Regions from separate parts of the Mus musculus genome. Here regions 2, 3 and 4 are each linked to region 1. A link is a contact called in public Micro-C and promoter capture Hi-C data. All regions are on one chromosome and are shown on one strand. Each heading gives the region's core, a stretch centred on a gene start, on an enhancer-like site or on the middle of the called end of the contact. The rest is flanking DNA. Distances are from core to core; before and after follow the strand shown.

The links. Promoter capture Hi-C pulls out the DNA fragments that hold promoters and counts their contacts. A called contact is a pair of places that touch in the nucleus more often than the background predicts.
Region 2: a contact with region 1 is called in a Micro-C map of embryonic stem cells, with 4 times the contacts expected there. The contact joins the enhancer-like site here to the promoter of Meioc in region 1. A contact is called at or near these places in 2 of 484 Hi-C or Micro-C datasets (embryonic stem cells and olfactory sensory neurons) and 1 of 9 other capture datasets (embryonic stem cells).
Region 3: a contact with region 1 is called in a promoter capture Hi-C map of liver, with 2.2 times the contacts expected there. The contact joins the promoter of Spata32 here to the promoter of Meioc in region 1. A contact is called at or near these places in 3 of 39 promoter capture datasets (embryonic stem cells and liver).
Region 4: a promoter capture Hi-C map of hippocampal neurons shows a contact between it and region 1, with 2.2 times the contacts expected there. The contact joins the promoter of Nags here to the promoter of Meioc in region 1. A contact is called at or near these places in 7 of 39 promoter capture datasets (the 3T3-L1 cell line, the HPC-7 cell line, cranial neural crest and 2 more), 1 of 484 Hi-C or Micro-C datasets (pro-B cells) and 1 of 115 datasets of contacts at active chromatin or transcription factors (pancreatic cancer cells).

The regions. Positions count from the first base shown.
Region 1 is chr11:102,664,026-102,667,079 of GRCm38.p6, forward strand. Meioc (meiosis specific with coiled-coil domain) reads left to right here and starts at 1,560. Exons shown (of 8, transcript NM_001127576.2): 1 at 1,560-1,805; 2 at 2,311-2,460. The coding sequence starts at 1,740.
Region 2 is chr11:101,926,717-101,929,770 of GRCm38.p6, forward strand. Gm33662 (a long non-coding RNA gene) reads right to left here. Exons shown (of 3, transcript XR_389051.3): 3 at 2,478-3,054. Among named protein-coding and RNA genes, the nearest start is that of Gm33662, 9.8 kb to the right of the region's middle. Within about 2 kb of position 1,440, at least 26 of the 459 cell types and tissues checked have an H3K27ac peak or open chromatin away from gene starts, as enhancers often do. A contact at or near this core is called in embryonic stem cells, where this site is marked.
Region 3 is chr11:103,216,886-103,219,939 of GRCm38.p6, forward strand. Spata32 (spermatogenesis associated 32) reads right to left here and starts at 1,547. Exons shown (of 5, transcript NM_177801.3): 1 at 1,457-1,547. The coding sequence starts at 1,469. Gm51920 (a long non-coding RNA gene) reads left to right here. Exons shown (of 3, transcript XR_003949777.1): 3 at 1-303. It overlaps Gm34823 (a long non-coding RNA gene), which reads left to right and starts at 1,725. Exons shown (of 4, transcript XR_389061.4): 1 at 1,725-1,784; 2 at 2,368-2,529. It overlaps Map3k14 (mitogen-activated protein kinase kinase kinase 14), which reads right to left. Exons shown (of 16, transcript NM_016896.3): 16 at 2,879-3,054.
Region 4 is chr11:102,144,070-102,147,123 of GRCm38.p6, forward strand. Nags (N-acetylglutamate synthase) reads left to right here and starts at 1,444. Exons shown (of 7, transcript NM_145829.2): 1 at 1,444-1,922; 2 at 2,421-2,695; 3 at 2,794-3,007. The coding sequence starts at 1,518. Gm11586 (a long non-coding RNA gene) reads right to left here and starts at 2,238. Exons shown (of 3, transcript XR_880227.3): 1 at 2,145-2,238; 2 at 1,481-2,012.

The DNA of each region.
Region 1 (3,054 bases), core at 310-2,809:
AGTGAGCCCCTGGAAAGCAAGGGCTATGTAAAGACTCTCTAAACAACAACAAAATTTTTTTTAATCTATTATATGGGCATATATGTGTTTATCATGTTTATCATTAGGATATATATGTGTATGGAAGTAGATGCAATACAGAACACATGGGGAGACCAGCAGACAACTTGGTGGAGTTGATTCTCACATTGCATGATGGCTCAAACTCAACCATCAGTCTTGCTTTTACCTATTGAGCCATCTCACTGTCCCCCACCTTGTCTTTGGAGATAGGTCCTTGCTGAGGAGGTACACTGGTCGGCCAGTGAGGCCCCGTGATCCAACTGGACCTCCCAAGCGCTGGGATTACACATTTATCACACCTGGGATTTTTTTTGCCATCGGTTTTGAAGATGAGACTTAGGTTCTCATACTTGACGGCAAGTAATTTACTATCACCCCAACACCAAATCTCTTTTTTAAAGTTTGTGTGTGTGTGCCCATGCGCACGTACTTGCCCATTTGTGTCTGTGTTGGAAGCCAGAGTTTGATATGGTGTATTTCCTCTGTCATTCCCCATCTTGAGTTATAGATGGTTATGCATCTGAAAAAACCGTCAGGTCTGCGTGGGCCAGTAAACTCATCCCCCTAATCTACCTCATTAGTGCCCGAGCTAAATGATTAATCCGGTGCGTCTCAAATTTTGATTTGAAGTGCAAACACCCTTAAAACGCCTGTGTTTACTCCTTTAAAATTTCAGTGCCCCCCTTCTCCGTGCTCGCGCATACACACATTTTTGAGGACTTTGCATTTTTCTAAGACCCTAATCAGACTATGTCATCATCTCGTAAGGTCGCCGGAATAGCTAGAAAACAGCAAACTATTTTTAGCTAAATTACTATTACTAGCTAAATAACAACAACAAACTCAAAACAAAACAAACAAAAATTCAGGGTGAAGTTTCCTTGAAAAGTCATATTCATATTTAATAGTCAAAACACCTTCACCCTAAAGGAAACCTGGTCCCAGGACAGCGGACAGCTCTCACCATTTAAGCTCTACAAGGGTTTCGTTTCTTTGCCCTCTGAAAAAGGCTACAACAGTCTACTGGGCTGGCGGCTCTGTAGAGTTCTGGGAACTAGGGGCGGAGAACAAGACCCAAAACGAAGATGTTGGCCTCGGGTGCCCTCGGGTGCCGGGCGGAGGGCTTTCGGGTCATCGGCCTGTTGCTGTGCGATTTCTCTAATCTCCCAACCACCGCTACCAAGCCAGTAGGCGCGCGCGCCTCCCATCAGCCAATCAGCGGGCCTGTGCTCGTCCGTTCTGGCCAATCCCGAGCGAGCTTCCTTTGAGCGGGAAACATCTTCAGCCCTGGCCTGAGAGCAAGCCTAGGGCGAAGTCGGCTAACTGCTCCTTCTTAGTCTTGTCTCTGGGGGGGCAACAGACCCTGGAGGCGGTCGCCCATTGGCTGGGCCGCGGGCCAATGAGGGGTGCGAGATGAGGGGCCTCCTGGGCGTGGGCGTGGGCGGGGCGCCGGCGGCCGGTGCCTAGTCGCGAGGCGCGGGGAGCAATGTAACGGCCTCTTCGTCGCACCGTCTCGGCTCGGCCCCCCACCCACAGAGCGGCTCCTGGCAGCGCCGACGGCGGCTGCGGCAGCGGTAGCGGTGGGGTGCGGGCTGAGGGAGCTGGGCCTCGACGTCCTCCCTCACCCCCGTACCCCGGGAGCTGTTAACTAGCTCAGGAGGAGCTGGGGGGCCCCCATGGAGGTGAGCGGCGGAGACACCTGCCGGCCCCGTCACCCCCAAGGCCTGAGGGAGGGACCTGAGGTAACTGGCGGGGGTCGGGGGGACTTCGAGGATGGCAGCCCCCGGGAGAGACGCTGAGGAGAAGGCGCGTCCCTCAGCGTGCTTCTTCTTTAAGGAGGCCCGGGTGGTGGCGGGGTGGCGACACGGGAGATTACGGGTCGCGGGTGGGGGAGCCCCAACATGTCGTCGGGCCGAGTCGCGAGTGGGGGAGGGTTGCGAAGTCGCGAGTCTGGGCGAGGGTTGACCTCCCAGAGGCTTCAGAGCGGAGGCGCCACCTCGGTCAGCCAGTCGCAATGGCGCGGAGGCGTCTGTCAGGGCCGTCGAGGGCCGCTGCCGCCGCCGTCGCGCGTCTCAGAGCTGAGGCGCAGTGACGGGGTGGGGAGGAGGGCTTGAAGAGGAAACGAGGGAGCGGGGTTGGGGGGCCCGAGTTAGTGTCCCCTAAGGATCTGCAGTTAGACGGCCCAGGCTACAGCCCCAGCTGCGCGGCGCTCCGTGACCACCCGGCTTTTCCCCCGTTTCCGAGCAGCCGAAGGTGGCGGCGGCCGCGGCGGCGTTCCGTGGAAGCGCGAATCGGTGCTGGAACCTCAGCGTCGACACCAGCAATAGATTATCCGACGTCTTCAACAGCATGATGCTGACCGGCTCGGCGCCCTTCTATGATTGCTACAAGTCTCAGGTCCATTAACAAATTCAAGACTTTGCTCGTCCTCCCCCCAGCCCTCCCCCCCCAACCCTCTCCCCACCCCGCCCCCCAATCCTCTCCCCACCCCGCTCCCTTTGTAGTTTCCCCACCACCAAACGCAAACCCAGGACCTTCAGCTCCAGTCCCATACATGTTAAAAAAAACTCCAGTCAGAATTAGAAGCTGGGGAAAACGGGCTTCTTTTACTATTATTATTATTAAGTTCTGTATAGACACCAAAATTTTTTAAATTATATATACATATATATGTATATATGTGTTTATTTTATGGTGGTTTTATGGTGGAGGGGCCACAGAGACGTGGCATGACAACAGATGGAGGTTGGAGAACTTTTCAGTTCTCAGCGTCCACCACGTGGGTCCTAGGGATTGAACTCAGGTCCTCAGGATTGAACTCAGGTCCTCAGGATCAGCAGCAAGCACCCTGCCGCCCAACCGACTGGTCCAGAGGAGAATATTTTAGAGTTTGCACAGTACACACTTGGTTTTGGACATGGGGAAAATTTTTTTTTAATTTAAAAAAGAAATTTAAGCCAGGCAGTGTTGGTGCACACCTGTAATTCCAGC
Region 2 (3,054 bases), core at 190-2,689, 740 kb before region 1:
TGCTTGTTTCTCACGGCAAGGCAATTTGTGTTGACCGTGGTCTGTGGTGACACTAACACCTTCCGGGCTCACCACAGCCTCGGCAGAGAGGAGGGAGGAGGGCCAGATACAGGGCTGTGGAGGTGGCAGAGGCAGCAGGCGAAGGGGTCACTGCTCAGGGCTGTCTTGTGACACTAGAGAGACAGAGGCTCCCCAGAGACCTGAGGCCTTCCATTCCTGAAGGAAGCCCTCTGACTAAACCTGGCAAAGGTGGCTTCCTCAACGTGCAGGAGAGGCCACCCTTAGTCAGTCTGCTATGAGACGGAGTCCTTTTAAATGAGTAGCGACTGTACACTTTTACTTGAAAACTCTTGGTTAAAATAATGCTAGTAACATGACTCTTGGAGCTGTCTGATTAAAAAAAAAAAAAAAAAAAAAAAAAAGCTGTGGCCAGCAATGTTGGGCGCCATATTTGATCCATTCAGCAACAACATCTGCCCTAGTAGAAGTTAGGGGTCAGTGGGTAAGGGTATCTAAAATGACACCCAACAAGCTGCTGAGGGCACAGCAGGGCAAACTTTCGGTAGCATCCCCCAACTTCCCAGTCTTCTACATCCTACACCCCGTGCCCCTCCCCCACACTGTACCCTGGACTTGGTCCTGAGCTGTCTGCCAAGCCCTGCTCCCCTGAGACCAGGTTCCCATCACTGGGGTGGCCTGGGCAGCTGCCAGCCAACAGCGTTAATTACTACGGACTTGCAGGGAGCTCAGCGAGCCCCCACCCCCTACATTCCCATTTCTAAGTGGGAACTGAACGGGCCCACCATGGGTAAAAGGGGTGTGAGCAGGCACCTGTTCATCCCTTGCTGGGTTCCCAGGCCCCTAGAGCTCCTGGTAATAGTGACCGGTTGCCCTGTAAGCAGTGGGTGAGCAGGTTTTTAATCTTGGAGACCCCTCAGATACCAGCTGGGAAGTGGGATTTGTCAAAACGGGAGGGAGGTCCTGTCTGTGAATGTCAGAGCTCATTTCAACACAAAGGGGGCATCCCTGGAGCAGTGCCCCATCCCTCTAACCTCCCCTGACCTCAGAGCCACTCTACAGCATGTAGAGGGAGCCACCAGCATGCCCAGTCACAGATGCCTGAGTCTGGGACTGGATAGCTTACTCGGGTACCTGGCAAGTTGAGACTCTCCCTAGCTTGACTTTCATCCCCCACCCCCCCCACCCCCCCCCCACCCCCCCCCGCGCGCCTCTAGACTTCTCTACCTGTTTGTTGCCTGTCAGCAGCTGTCAGCAAAGAGCACCACTTAGCCGCCAGGTCTTAGCCCTCAAGATCCAGGTCTTAGCCCTCAAGGGTAGAGATCAAAAGCTATGGACGCCGCTATGTGGCCTCGGGGCAAGTGGCTCTTCCCATGGCCTCTGCACTGGAGGCCAAGCTGACTCAGCACTTGCCGCACGCACGCCCAGCGTGCGTTCTGGCCTTGAAATGCCTGATCTGACACAGGCTGTGATAATGACCCTGTGACCTCAATCTTGCCATTCCCAGTTGACGCAGGCAGCCTGGGAGGGAGATCTGGGGCAGGAGCTGAAGCTAGGCCTCTTAGTGTAGACCTTTCCCCCTAGGCCGCCCCGGCGCCTGAGTGATTACAAGAACTCCTACAGTCTAAAGTGACGGAACAGGGGTCCTGTAGGCAGATTCTCATGCCTTTTCAGTCTCATGTCTTTTCAGTCACCCCCTGACCACCTGTGAGTGGCTCTCCGATGTCACTCCGATGTCAGACTGCTGTGTGTGTGTGTGCCCCAGGGCGAAGTCTCCGGCCTCAGAGTCTTTCTGCATACAGTCTTGCAAGGTGCCGCCTCCGCCCAAGAGCTCACCCTGGTGCACCTGGTGACCTCCTGGGAGTCAGTCATTTTTTAGCTCCCCGCCGAAGCGCCCTCTGCTGGAATCTTCTGTCCTCAGCACTTAAAACTGTGTCTGCCACAAGCCGTATCCCTCAACCAAATATCCGAAATCCACAGTGCTCTGAAATCAAAAGACCTTTTTGAATGGGATGCGACAGCCCATCCTCGGCTACAGACTGAGTTTCAGGTCAGCCTGGACTACAGAGACTTTGTCTTAAAACAAAGCAAATAAACGCCCAACCCAAACGAAACCAAACAAAAAATTTTGGAGGGCACGGCGTGCCACTCAAAAGGCTTCCGGTTTCAAAGCACTTTGAGTTTGGACTTTTAGATTAGAGAAGATGGTCAGTATTATGTTATGAAAAAAAAAAACCTGTAAACCAGAAAAGCTGTAAATTCAAAAATGCTTCTGGGTCCCCGGTACTTTGGGCAAAGGATGCTCGACATGTGCTCTGTGTAGACTTGCTCCGTGGACAGATGAACAGTAGCCACACCAAGGCTGGAGAGATGGCTCAGCAGGTAAGAACACCGACTGCTCTTCCAGAAGTCTTGAGTTCAAATCCCACAACCACATGGTGACTCACAACCACCCATAATGAGATCTGACTCTCTCTTCTGGAACAAGCAGGTCCGACCAGAGTAAGCAGAGGTCGTAAAAATTCAATTCCCAACAACCCCATAAAGGCTCACAACCATCTGTATGCTATACTCATACACATAAAATAAATAAATCTTTTAAAAAAAGTAGCCATACTCCCAACTAAAACCAAACATCAAGGACAGGGCTTCATTGCTAGAGTACTTGCCTAGCACACACAAAGACCTGGGCTCCATCGCTAGCCCTGAATAGACTGGTGATCCCAGCTGTTGGGATGCGGAGGCAGGAGAATCAGTTCAAGATCATCCTTGGCTACCTAGAGAGTTTGAATCCAGTTTGTGCTATGTGCGACTCCGTCCGAAGATACAGCCGTTTTACAGACTAACAAATAGAGTCACAGAAAGTCACTAATTGCCCCAGAGCCTACATTCTCACTTGAAATTTCAGGTACTATAGGCTCCAAAGTGCTCTGTGACTCAATGGTAGGTAGTCAGAGCTTTTATGAGCACTGACATCTTCAGGCCCTCCCCAGCGCCCCCTCCGGCATAGATGAACCATCTTCTGCTTCTTGCTGT
Region 3 (3,054 bases), core at 297-2,796, 550 kb after region 1:
CTGGAGGTTGACTCTGGGAGTCATCCTTGCCTCTAACTTCCTCCTCCTTCCCAGAGGCAAGGTCTCTCTGTGAAATCCAGAGCTCCCAGACAGGATTCTTCCTTGCTCTGGGGCTCTGTCTCCACATTCAGAGACTGGGGTTACAAGCCCGCCCGTCTCACCCAGTTGGCCTTTCTGTGGGTTCTGCGATCAGAACTCTGGTCCTCACACTTACACGGAAAGTGTTTTTAACTTGCCACCTGCCTGACCCACAAATACTTCTTTAAAAAAAAACAGTTAAGAGTACATTGTTGCTGTCTTCAGACACACCAGAAGAGATCACTGGGTCCCATCACACATGGTTAGGAGCCACCATGTGGGTGCTGGGAATTCAATTGAGGAATAGTCAGTGCTCTTAACCACTGAGCCACCTCTCCAGACCCCACAGATACTTTAAAAAGAGAAACCCCAGTAACTTGTAAGAGGGAGAAACTCACAATGGTTGGCTTTAACATTTTGATTAGTTTTTAACCTAGAATTTGTTTGTTTGTTTGTTTTTTACCTTTTTTCAAGACAGGATTTCTTTGTGTAGCTCTGGCTGTCCTGGAATTCGCCCTATAGTTCAGGCTGGCCTCGAACTTAAAGAGATTCCCCTGCCTCTGCCTCTTTAGTGCTTGGGATTTTGTTTTTGTTTTGTTTTGAGAAAAGGCCTGCGTCTGCTCTGAGGTATGCCTGGATAGAGGGACCCTTGATTTTTTTTTTAATCAGCAAATAAACTCGTCAATACTCTTGAATCAGGGATATTTATTGCTTTGATAAGGTTGAAAAGGAAATGCTGACTTTCAGCTATTAGCCACTGTATTTAAGGGCTAAGGGCAGAGATGGACGAGAGTTGTCTCTGCACCATAGTGCTCTCGACCTTGTTACCAAACGTTTTTCTTGGAAGGGACCTTAAATCTCATGACCGTTAAAACACTACGCGCACCGCACCGCACCGCACTGCACCGCACCGCGCGCACTCTTGGCTTCCCACTGTGATGACGCAAGGCCTTACCGCTCTTCCGGAAGCCCCAAGCCCGCCCATCTGAGCACGTTTCTGGCTGACTCCCGCCTCCTCCCCCCCTCCAGCGTGTTATGGGTTTACTAGCTTTGGCTATCTGATCCTTAGCAGTGTCTCACGCAGATGGATTCGGCGACCACCTTTGCAAAGACATTAAATCCCAAACCCACCACTCTGCCAAACGTGCACGCGTGCACCCGCGAATGCAATCCCATTGGAAAGTTCATTAAGACCCCGCACTCATGCAGCCCCAGCTTTTGCACAGCGAGGAATGCTGCAGTAATCAAAGGCACCCAAAGGGCTTGGCTGGGGTTAGCTTTCCTTTCCTCTCCCCAGGCCAACACCAGTTAGCTTTCCCTTTCTCCGCCTCCGCCCCGCCATTCTGGCGCCTCCCACCACTCGGCCGCCTGCTCGCACCTGTCACCCCCATGCTGCCGGAGGCTCTGTCAGGGAGGCGGGGAGCGGGCTGGTGGCTGCTGCCCCTCCGCCTCCAGTGCGCTCTTTGGCTAGCCCGGTGGAGGGGGGGCTGAAGATGATGGGGGCGCTGGCGCCTGTGATGCTGCGGCTTCTGTGACGTTCAGGCCAGGGGATATGGCATGTAGGAAACTTGAAGGTTCATGCCAATGATGTGGGTGGGAACAAGAAAGGATCTTTTGAGTCTTGGAGGTTGAGCAGACAGCTTCCCCCGCCACCCCCCCCCCCCGGACCAAGACTTGGGGCAGCTGGCCACGCCACAGTAGGCCAGGTATGTGGACAGCGGTCTTGGGTAAGGACGGGGTAGGTGGGGGCTTAGAACCTTATCTGGACAACAAAGCTGCTCCATTTTTGCGGGGAGTCTAGGATTCCTCTAAGGATGGTTGAATCTCAGTCCAAGCTGTGCATGTGTGCAGTACACACACCTGTGCATAGCTTTCCAGGGTGACCTTACAGTTTTTTTACAATTACATTTATTGTGTGTGAAAACTTTCACACCACATCCAGTGTGTGGTGGTCAGAGGACAACTTTTGGGAACAGTCACCTTCCACAGTGACTGTTCCTTTCCTGGGACTAAATTCAGGTTGTCTAGTATTAGATTCCATTGCAGCAGGCTTTAATCACAACCCCCCCCCCCCCAAAAGCTGGACACGGTAGCATAAATTCTTATTTAATTCTGGCAGTGGGGAGGCAGAAGTGGGAGGATTTCTGTGAGTTTGAGGCCAGTCTGGTTGTTCTACGTAGTGAGTTCTAGACAGTCAAGGCTACATCCCATCTCCCACCGCCCAAGTAGTTTTTTCCTTCTGAGACAAAGTCCCATGTAGCCTAGGCTGGCTTCAAATTCTTCTTGTAGCCCAAGGCTGGATTACAGGTGTGTACCATCATAGTCAGCTCATTCTAGGGGCTAGAGGCATATCAGTGCTCTTGTGTCCTCTGCCACCCTATGCTCCGTGATCAAGAAACTCCTGCTGGGCAAGTCATCACCTCACCACGCAGACGCTCAAAGTAATACCAGGTAAGACCTCTTGCCGATGGGCCTCAGGACAGGTGCAGGCAGGTGAGTGGGTCATGCAAGCCCCTCCCCTTCTGGTGCCACTGGGCTGCCTGGCCTCTTGGCCTCCTCCTTTCAGCCCAAGACTTTGGCCAGGGATATCCCTGCTGCTACAGGAGATGGGCATACCAGAGTGGAGGGATTGAGTTGGATATGACAGGTAGCAGGACAAGCAGCTCTCTGGACAGGCTGATGCCAGTCCTCGCTCCAACCACGGAGGCTTGAAGGAATCCACTCCAGCAGCTGTCAGGGTTGTGGAGTACTGCAAGCAGGCAGGCAAAAGAGGCGACATCACAGCCTACAAACACCCATCGTCATTCCAAATTTTATTGCTTATAGAACTCAATACACCCCAGATGCAGCACCGTGGCTGCCGTTCATGTGCTGGGGCCAGGAGCAGCCTAGATCCTTGCAAAGAGCTGGACAGAGCTATCCTGGCTGGTTGAGGTGGGGGGATGAGTTTCCCTAGAGAAGTCTCTGTGCCCCTCC
Region 4 (3,054 bases), core at 194-2,693, 520 kb before region 1:
TTAAACAGCCTAAAGCATTAACAGGAACAGAGGAGCATTTGAGGCTGTGACAGTGCTTCCTCAGGGTGGCTCCAGTGTTCTGCAGGTGACAAACCCTGACTGACCTGATCATGAACTCAGACAAGATTTTCTTTTCTTCTTCTTCTTCTTTTTAAAAGATTTATTTATTTATTTTATGTATATAAACATCTACATACTGTAGCTGTACAGATGGTTGTGAGCCTTCATGTAGTTGTTGGGAATTGAATTTAGATGGCTCCGGTCAACTCTGCTTGCTCAGTCCCTGACTCACTCTGGCCCAAAGATTTATTTATTATTATAAATAAGTACACTGCAGCTGTATTTAGACACACCAGAATGATGGCATCAGATCTCACTATGGGTGGTTGTGAGCTACCATGTGGTTGCTGGGATTTGAACTCAGGACCTTCGGGAGAGCAGTCAGTACTCTTACCCGCTGAGCCATCTCACCAGCCCAAATGAGATTTTCTTAAGACAGGGTTTAGGCCAGGCAGTGGTGGCGCATGCCTTCAATCTCAGCACTTGGAGGCAAAGGCAGGCAGATCTCTGAGTTCAAGGCCAGCCCAGTCTACAGAGTGAGTTCTAAGACAGCCAGGGCTACACAGAGAAACCCTGTTCCTTAAAAGAAAAAGAGCAGGGTTCCTTAGCTTAGGCTGGCCTTGAATTGCTTATAAAGTCAAGGATGACCTTGAGCCTGATCCTTCTGATTCCTCCATGTGGAGGACATTCCCAAATGTGGCCATCACCGCCCCCCCCCCCGTTCATTTTGTTTTGTTTTGTGTTTTTGTCTATTTTTTTAGGTTTATTGTTGTTGTTGTTGTGTTTCTTGTTTTTTGAAGTGGGATCATCTCTCTATAATATGTAGCCCCTTGGCTGTCCTGGAACTCTCAAAGTAGACCAGACTGACCTTGAACTCGTGGATACAGGCCTGCCTCTGCCTCAGGAGTTCTGGGTTTTATCTTTTGAGACAAGGCTCCCCCGCTATGTAGCCTATGTTCTCCTCCTGCCCGGACCTCCAAGGAACTGAGAGTACAAATATGTCACACCAAGTCCTGCTTGACAACAGGACTTTGTATCCATATGCTGCAGTGAGGACCACACCCCCTGTGTTCAACTTTCCCAGACTCCTTCCAACTCAAATCACTTGCATGACCCTGCAAATTCGCACGCACACCTAGGACATCTGAGCGCTTTCTAAATCCAGCATTTTGGTAGCAGATCAAAGAGCTCCACCACTCTAAATCTGACCTTCGTGACCCTCACTAACGGTTCCGTACCCCCATACACAAGGGGCGGAGAAGTCTAGAGGCGCCACCCTCTGGTCTGTGACTTGCCACACCTCAAACGCACCCAGAAGCCACTCCGGGCCTCCTATCCCATCCCGCCCCGAGTCTGATCCAGCCCAGATCAGCGGCAAGTTAAGAACCCCTAGTGCTGTGCGCTCCAGAGCGACCGTCACCTGTGGGTGGGGGGGACGAGTGGGTTTGGTTGTCGTCATGGCGACGGCGTGGGTGGCCACAGCCCTGCGGTCTGCTGCAGCGGCCAGAAGGTTGCGCAGCCCGGGAGGTCCTGGGGGCTCACGGAGACTGAGTGGCAGCGCGCGGCGGCGCGGGGCAAAGAGCGCCAGCCCGGGACGCCGGCTCAGCACCGCCAGGGCTCACGCAGAGGACGCCGAGGGCGCTAAGGGTCGTGTCCAGTCTCCTGCGGTCGAGGAGCCGTCGTGGACACCGCTTCCAACGCCCCTCGAATCCCCTGCGCCTCCCGCCGGCAGATCACTGGTGCAGCGGGACATCCAGGCCTTCCTGAACCAGTGTGGTGCCAGCCCGGGGGAAGCACGCCACTGGCTCACGCAATTCCAGACCTGCTACCATTCGGTGGACAAGCCCTTCGCCGTCATGGAGGTAAGCCGATCCCGGTGTCGTCGTGTCACTGTCATGAGATGGTGACTGTTCAATAGTACGTCGTAGGTCTCAGCATGCCTAACTGTGAATCTGGAGAGCAGAGGCGTTGAGTTAGTGCTGGGGATGGAGAAAGCCATAAGGCTACGAAAACCGCCCTTGGCGCTAAGGAGAAGGCTGGGAAGCCCGGGCCTCCAGAAGTGATGTCTGACAAAGGCCTCTCACCGTGGAAGCAGTTAGGGGTTCAGTCGGCTGAGCTGTCGCACTACCCCTCCCCCCAAGGTGTCCCAGAGTCCAAGGCCGCTGGGAGGAGCTGAGGGAGGAACATTAGTGCTAGATAAGGGGGTGGCTAAGACCCAACGGGCAAAGGGCGGAGCAGTCGGCCAAAAGTGGGGCCCAATGGCTCCTAAGTAGAATGTGGTCACTGAGGGTCCTAAAGCCCGATTAGGAACAGGCGGCTTAGAGTCAGTGTCGCGTCCCTGAACGTCCACTTCTGTACAGGTCGATGAGGAGGTGATCCGGTGCCCGCAGGCGGTATCCCGCCTGGCTTTCGCCCTGGCCTTCTTGCAACGCATGGACATGAAGCCACTGGTGGTTCTGGGGCTGCCTACCCCCACGGCACCTTCTGGCTGTCTTTCCTTCTGGGAAGCTAAGGCGCAGCTTGCTCAGAGCTGCAAGGTGCTGGTGGATGAACTAAGGCACAACGCGGCTACTGCTGTGCCCTTTTTTGGCGGCGGATCAGTACTGAGCGCTGCGGAGCCAGCTCCCCATGCCAGGTTAGTGTCAACCCAACCTGCCCCGGCATCCTCAGAGAGGGCGGACCACTCTGCTGGCCCTGCCCTGGTCCCGCTCAAGCACCACATCTGGCCCACAGCTACGGTGGCATCGTCGCGGTGGAGACAGACCTGTTGCAGTGGTGTCTGGAATCCAACAGCATCCCCATCCTGTGCCCCATTGGGGAAACGGCTGCGCGCCGTTCCGTGCTCCTTGACTCGCTGGAGGTGACTGCATCTCTAGCCAAGGCTTTGCAGCCCACCAAAATCATCTTCCTCAATAATTCAGGCGGCCTGCGGAATAACAGTCAGAAGGTGCGCCCCTCTCCTGTGCCACGTCATAACACTAAGCAAGACTGAGT